Regions from separate parts of the Pan troglodytes genome. Here region 1 is linked to region 2. Evidence: chromatin contacts called from public Hi-C data. All regions are on one chromosome and are shown on one strand. Each heading gives the region's core, a stretch centred on a gene start, on an enhancer-like site or on the middle of the called end of the contact. The rest is flanking DNA. Distances are from core to core; before and after follow the strand shown.

Region 1 (3,334 bases), core at 507-3,006, 220 kb after region 2:
GAATGCAAGGCTTATTTCCGAAGATGATGCCACTCTGGAGAGCAGCTGAGACCTCAACAGCTGTTTATCTTCCTGGTCATGTTTCTGGTTTCTGGCTGTTTCTTTTAACAAGGGGTCAGTAACTGAGGGCTCCTCCACATCTGCAGGGAGTTTCCTGCAGAATTAGGATGTGTAAAATAAACCCACAAAATCAAAGCCCCAAACAGATGCTGGAGATTATTTCGCACTTGAGGTCATCCTTCTCGTAGAAGGGCATGGGGGTGGGTTGTGGGGGAATGATGTGGAAGGCCAAACCTGAGGGGCTGGACTGCAGCAGAACACAGTCAATGAAAAAAAAAATCTCAATCATTGGGGAGAGATCACCTCGGTGGATGGCCTTTCGCATTGCAATCCATTAGGAAGAGGAAATAAAGTGATGGAGGCCATCCCCTGCTCAGCCAGCACATGTGAGGCATGTTCACACACTGTCTCCCTCTCCCCACAAAATGCTCAAGCTTCTAGAATGTTTTTAATCAAGGGATTTAGGGCAGTGTTTTTTAACTTCTAGAATAAAAATGTTACAACCTTGGTCTGAGTGGTGAGGGCCCAAAGATACAGGGAAGGAAGTGGTAGATAACAAATACATTAATACCCTTTATTATGAGTTCATAATATTTTGTTAAATCTGAAATTCAGTTGTCATTTAAACAGAAGAGATTCAAATTCAAGTTATAGAAAAGTTAAAATTTCTAATTAGCAATATTTAAAGCAAGGAATTTTATACTTTATCATTTTAACTGTTAAGGGAAAAAAGTAATTTGAGTGTGATTGTTTTTCTTAAAGTTGAAGATCAGTATCCAGAATGTTTGGAGTTATCGCTGGTCATGAACTATATTCCACGTGGAACCATATCTGAGTTTGTTTTGAAGTACCACATGTTCAAATCACTGAATTAGACTTTTTAAGAGACATAAAGTGTTATATTTCTGTCAGAGGTGCTTTCCAAACCCAAATCTAAAAATTTATCATTTCTGTTCCTTAAAGTATCATTTTAATTTATAACTTATTTTCCCTTATTTGGCAATTTGGATACAGTGTCTGAAGCAGTAAATGGATTTAACCCCAATCTGATTTTTCTGTAAGAAGTAGGAGAGAGTCTAAGAATGACATACAAACCTGTCAAACCTGTTAAAATGAGCTAGACTTTCACACTTTCACCGGTGGAAAATGCTGTTCCTTCATGTGAACTGAAGGTAACTTTGATCACATTTTAGTACATGCCTTAGGATGGCAAAGGGCAGTTTTTGCAAGGCACAGTTTACTTGAGGGCCTTCCAATCCTTGGGCTAAATCAGAGAGAGAGGGGGGAGAGGGAGTGTGTGCATGCATGCATGTGCTTTGTTTTGGAGAGAAGTGGGAGGCAAGGAGGAAAGAGAAGGACTGTAATGATGTAGTGACCGCCTTGGTCCTGGGCTAGGCAGAGGAAGTCTGTGCATGTGGATGTGCCTTAGTTGGGTACAACACTGAAAACATGAAGTGGTCATTTTCCAACCCAATAACTGTAAGGGGTGGTAGTGGCTGCAGCAGCCAGGCCAGTGGTAGGGTCTATAGTGGCCCCACCTGGACACACAGCATGTGATTGCATTCCAGTCCAGGGGGACCCAGGGTAGAGCCAGGCCCAATGCCCCTGTGGGAGCCAGGAGTGAAAAGTGGGCAGAGCCTGAGGCAGTGGGAGGAAACCTGCCCCTGGAGGGCTTGATGCTCCTTACTCAGTGTTTCAGCCCAGGAGAAAAACCACAAATACTTGCCTTGTGAGCCAAACCCTAGCTTAACAAGGATCAGCTAGTTAACATGTGAAAAGTTGTCCTAAATGGAAACTGGATAAACAGGTCTGGCCTGATAAATAGCTAAAAGGTTTCCCAATCAGGGATGGGGTGAGAGAGGCTTGGACATTCTGGCCCGCAGGTCATTCATTATGCAAATTCTTACTGGGCTCTGGGAGGTTCTCAAGAACTTGGGCCCTGGGAGAGAGGGCCCCTCAGCCAGTCTGAAAGATGAGGCTCTGCCTGAACACATGAGGAGGGCCTTTGCATACCCCAGGTGAACCTAGTAGAGGCTGAGCCCACAGGAGACGTTCCCAGCAGGCTTGAGTAAAGGTTAGGAAAGTGATTTCTGCATGCAATGTGATGTAGGCAGAAATGGGCAATTTGAAGATCAAATGGGGCTCTCATTTACTAATGACTGTGGGCAACTTTCTGGTCCTTCCAGCCTCAGCCCCTTCCCTGTGTAAACTGGTGGAGCTGATAAGTTCCTGGAAGGATTATGAGGATTAACTGGAAAAATGTATGTAAAATGCCTAGTTGTACCTAGAAAAGAGTAGTGCTCATATTTTTCTTCCCTGTTCTATCATTAAACTGTTCGCCCAGCAATGCCCCAAAATCTTATCTGCTTATTTCTCTCTAAGAACTGGGTTCAAAATATGGTTTCAAACACTGAAGAATCAGAAGTTTGAGCTTTGAATCCTGGAGTTTCCCTAATTAGGTGTGTGACCTTGAGCCAATCCTACAGTCTTGGTATCCCATGAAATGGGAGGATTCTCCAGGTGATGGCTTAGGCACCCCCACCCCCCGGCCCACTCTGAGCTTCTTTCCGAACACTCAGCAGTAGGACAGGAAGATCTGAAAGCAAGGGGTCTGCTTCATGTAGCGTGATAAACACTCTTTGGACCGGAGTCTGAACACTTATAGATATCAGGGAGGTTCACATTGCTCCAGTTCATACTCGCGCGTGGATCCTAGAATTGGGCCATGAGGTAATGCCGAGAGTATGTGAACTGTTATTAATTAATACACTGGTCTACTCTGCAGTGAGGTTCTTTCGGCTCTGATTTCTCCTTTTATGGTGTCTTTAGACACAGGCAGGAGGTTAGGAGGTAGTTGACAGAGGAGTTACAAACACGCGTATTCACTGCATCAGGGCTGGAGCTTAGCTTTTGTTTTTGAGTTAGTTCTGTTGTTTGGGCTTGGTTAATCTGTGCCTGAACACTGAGATTATTAGAAGGAAAAGATACCCTTAACTGGCCTCTTGCAGCAACAGACACTTGGTGGGAGGTAAGAGAAGGGGGAAATGGGCCAAGGGAGAAAAGACCTTCCAACTCTACCCAACCGAGTGGACCTATGAAAGACTGAAATCTCCAGTTTAATGTAGCCAGAACTGAGGTCAGGGTCTGGCCATTGTCTGGAAACCAGAGTTGGAGTTCTGGGGCTGTCAGTGAAGACCTGTCTGTCCTAAAGGTCACCTCTGTTTCTATAGAAACAGGTGCCTGAGTGACCAGTGTTTATGGGATAAAAGCAGGC
Region 2 (3,106 bases), core at 197-2,696:
TCAAAATCTGTTTGATCAAGTGTGGAATTATTTCATCCCATTGGAACCAGCTCTTGAATCAGTCAGAACTGGCTCTGCCAGGCTCTGGGCCAGTAGTCGGCGCTCAAAATGGTGTTTCTTTCTTTGGCCTAATCTCTTGAGTAGCCACTTTCCCTTTTGTTAATTTTTTTTTTTTTCTGGAGGACAATCTTCCCTGGGAGCTCCCTTCTGCTCCCACGAAGCGCTCTGCACCCAGCCCTGGTGCTGCCTGGCTCTGGGGCAGGGAGCTTGCATTCTGCCACCTCCTTCATTGTCCTCTCGGTACACCTGCACTTTCAAAACAACCCCTGCAGGCAAGCTTTAGAGGCAGCGATAAACAAACAGGCTGACTGAAATTTAGGGAAACGCCTGTATCTGGACAGCCTCTTCAAATATTTGTCACCCCCTCCCTGCTCTGGGGAAAAACGAGACAGTTCCTCACAGTCACTCTATTTCCTGCCTTCCCAGCTCTGAACACCTTGGCTCGAATGTAAAGAATTTGGCTCTGAATTAGGACTCAAGAAACTGGGCCCTAGTAATTTTCCCTCCATTAACTAAGCGCGTCACTTTGGTCATGCCCTTTTGGGGGCAATAATTTCCCAATTCGTAAAACGAAGGGATCAAAGTTTGATTTTTATCATTATTAATGATAATAATAATAATTATTATTTTTTTGCAGCAGGCTTTTTTTTCCCCAACAAAATATTACTCTGAATAAGACAAGAAAGAATCCCGAACGGCTCTGGCTGTCAGGGTGTGTGTGTCTCCTCCCCATGCTGTCTAACCCCAGTTGGAATTTGGAGGGCTCTTGTCCTTTCCCCTTGGCCTCAGAAGGAGCCCAGCGCGTCCTACGTTGCGTGGGAGTGTGTGTGTGACCAGGGCTCCTTCCTGCCCTTAGAGTCACCGCCCCCTTCTCGCACAGGTTTACAGCACCACTTGCCTCGCCCACTCCCCGCTTTGCCTCCGCCCCATCCTGATGCTGCCGGAATGGCTGTTCCACATGGAAGGATGCCCGCGTCCGTCCCCTGCCCCAGTCCTTCAACAGGTCCCCACAGACCTCAGGATAAGATGAACGCGGAATTCAGGGCCTGGTCTCAACCGCCCTCTCCCTTTTCCTCTCACTTAGACGACCCTGGCCAGCTGGGCCACTCTCCACTCTCGCCCCCTCCCGCCCTCGTGGCCTCTGTCTAGACCGTGCTCCCTCCTACTGGGTGATGTCTCTTCCCCTGGGACCCAGGGACCATCCTGTTGTTGACCTCGGGGGTCGGGGGTGCGGATGGGGGCCGGCCCTTCCCGCGGTCGCCGCCAGGGGGCGGCAGGAGCGGCTCCAGATGACAGCGGGAGGCCGCAAGAGGGGAGGGAGGAAGGACCGAGGGAGCGCGGATCCCGCTCTCGGATCGCAAACTCTGAGCCAGAGCTCTCCGCTCGCGCCTGAACCGCTGGCCGCCCGCGCAGCCCGACGCGGAATCGGGGCACAGCGGAAACCCGTGCAGGGCGGGCGCGGGGCGGCTGGGCGGCGGCGGCCGTCCATGCGGCGGCGCTCGGGGCTGCCCGGCGCCGGGAACCACGCGGGGGCGAGGCGAGGCGAGGCGGCCGCCGGTCGCTCCGGGACGCGGACCGCCAGGTGAGCAGAGCCGCGCGCCCCGCGTCCCCTGCGCGCCGCCCGCGCGGCCCCGACCCGGCTTCCGCTGCCCAGGCTCCGGCTCCCGCTCTCTGGCCGGCGGGGCGGGCTGGCGCGGGCTACCCAGTGGGTGTGTCCGGGGCGCCGCGGGCTGCGCCGCTCCGGGCTCGGGGAGCCAGCGCGCGCCTGTTCCGTGCGGACGGCTGCGCCTCCTTCTCTGGTTCTCTTCCTTGCTGGGAGTCTTGCTCTGTGCTGGCGCCGGCGCTCATCCCTCCACCCTCGACTCTAGGGACAGTCTTAAACTCTAGGGACAATCCACCTCAGTCGTCCCCGGGTCGGGGCCCCGTGCTCCCCGGGTTGGGTCGGAGGGGACCGGCGAGTGCACACCCAGCCCGTGCGCCCCCCACCTCAGCCTCGCCTCCCTCCCGCCTGGGGCCCGAGAGCCGGGCAAGTCTCGGTCAGCGCTCCTTGAGTCCTGGCCTGGGGCCTCGGATCTGTGTGTCTGTCTGTCTCAGTTTAGTTGCTGCAACCCAGCGAGCGCCTGGAGCCCGAGTGGATGGGTTGTTTCCGCCAACTCTGGACACTTCCTCAAGTGCAGCCTAAGTACCTGCGGCCCCTTGGCGCACTTACAGAAGTAGCTTTTGCACAGCGAGCTCACCTTGGAGCTCTACAGATCTGGAAGTTAAGTTTTCTTTTTCTTTGAAATAACATCAGCCCTGACTTGGGAAGGGGATTTTAGGGCGTTCTCGGGCCCACCTAAGTATCTGGAATTTGTGGTCTAATAAGTTTTTTAAGCAGTCCGCACCCAGCACCGTACCTCCCAGCCTCCTTTGCCGTCTTACTAAAAATGCATGCTTTGCTTCTCTTCCTGTCTCCTTTGCGATCTCTACCACGCTGCGCTTCGCCCTTTTCGGGCTATGGGTCTAAAGCTTGGACGTGGGTAGCAGTCATTGGATGCCTGTTGGAATTTGGAATTAGAGAAATAGATACCCGAGAGAGATCTAAGGAACCGCCTTGTCCAACCCTCCTTTCACAGTTGGAGGCACCCAGGACCCATAACAGTCTGAAGATTTTTCAAGGATCACACAGCTTTTAAAATCTGCGTGTCTTCTACTTGATTGATATTGTTGGAGGTGATGGAGTAACTGGACTTACTAGGGTCTTATTGGGTCTCAATACACAAAGAAGCAAACATTTTAAAAATGTGACTTAAAATACGGAACTCTTCAATTCCTATAGATTTTTGTTGGCATCATAGTTGAATTCCTTTAGAAAACAAAATCCTAGCCCTGAAATTAATGTGAGGAAGCAAGCAGATGGGCGTCCTGGGACTTTCCTATAAATCTCTGCAGGGCTGGAGCAGGGATTTCCCAGAGGTCTGGGCCTGGGAAATGAGTTTGGGTGATCAGGATACTGGAGCCCCTTCTGAATAAGCAACTGGGTTGGTTTCTTGTGGGGAGGCTGGCC

Evidence for each region. Hi-C and Micro-C count contacts between places; a contact is called where the count stands out from the background.
Region 1: a Hi-C map of induced pluripotent stem cells shows a contact between it and region 2, with 1.9 times the contacts expected there. The contact joins the enhancer-like site here to the promoter of CT62 in region 2. A contact is called at or near these places in 1 of 7 Hi-C or Micro-C datasets (induced pluripotent stem cells) and 1 of 1 datasets of contacts at active chromatin or transcription factors (stem cell-derived excitatory neurons).

What each region holds. Positions count from the first base shown.
Region 1 is chr16:63,335,630-63,338,963 of NHGRI_mPanTro3-v2.0_pri, forward strand. The region is part of intron 6 of THSD4 (thrombospondin type 1 domain containing 4); the gene reads left to right. Among named protein-coding and RNA genes, the nearest start is that of CT62, 220 kb to the left of the region's middle. Within about 2 kb of position 1,757, at least 1 of the 24 cell types and tissues checked has an H3K27ac peak or open chromatin away from gene starts, as enhancers often do. A contact at or near this core is called in induced pluripotent stem cells, where this site is marked.
Region 2 is chr16:63,113,836-63,116,941 of NHGRI_mPanTro3-v2.0_pri, forward strand. It overlaps CT62 (cancer/testis associated 62), which reads right to left and starts at 1,447. Exons shown (of 4, transcript NM_001252009.3): 1 at 1,076-1,447. THSD4 (thrombospondin type 1 domain containing 4) reads left to right here and starts at 1,418. Exons shown (of 18, transcript XM_009429466.5): 1 at 1,418-1,642.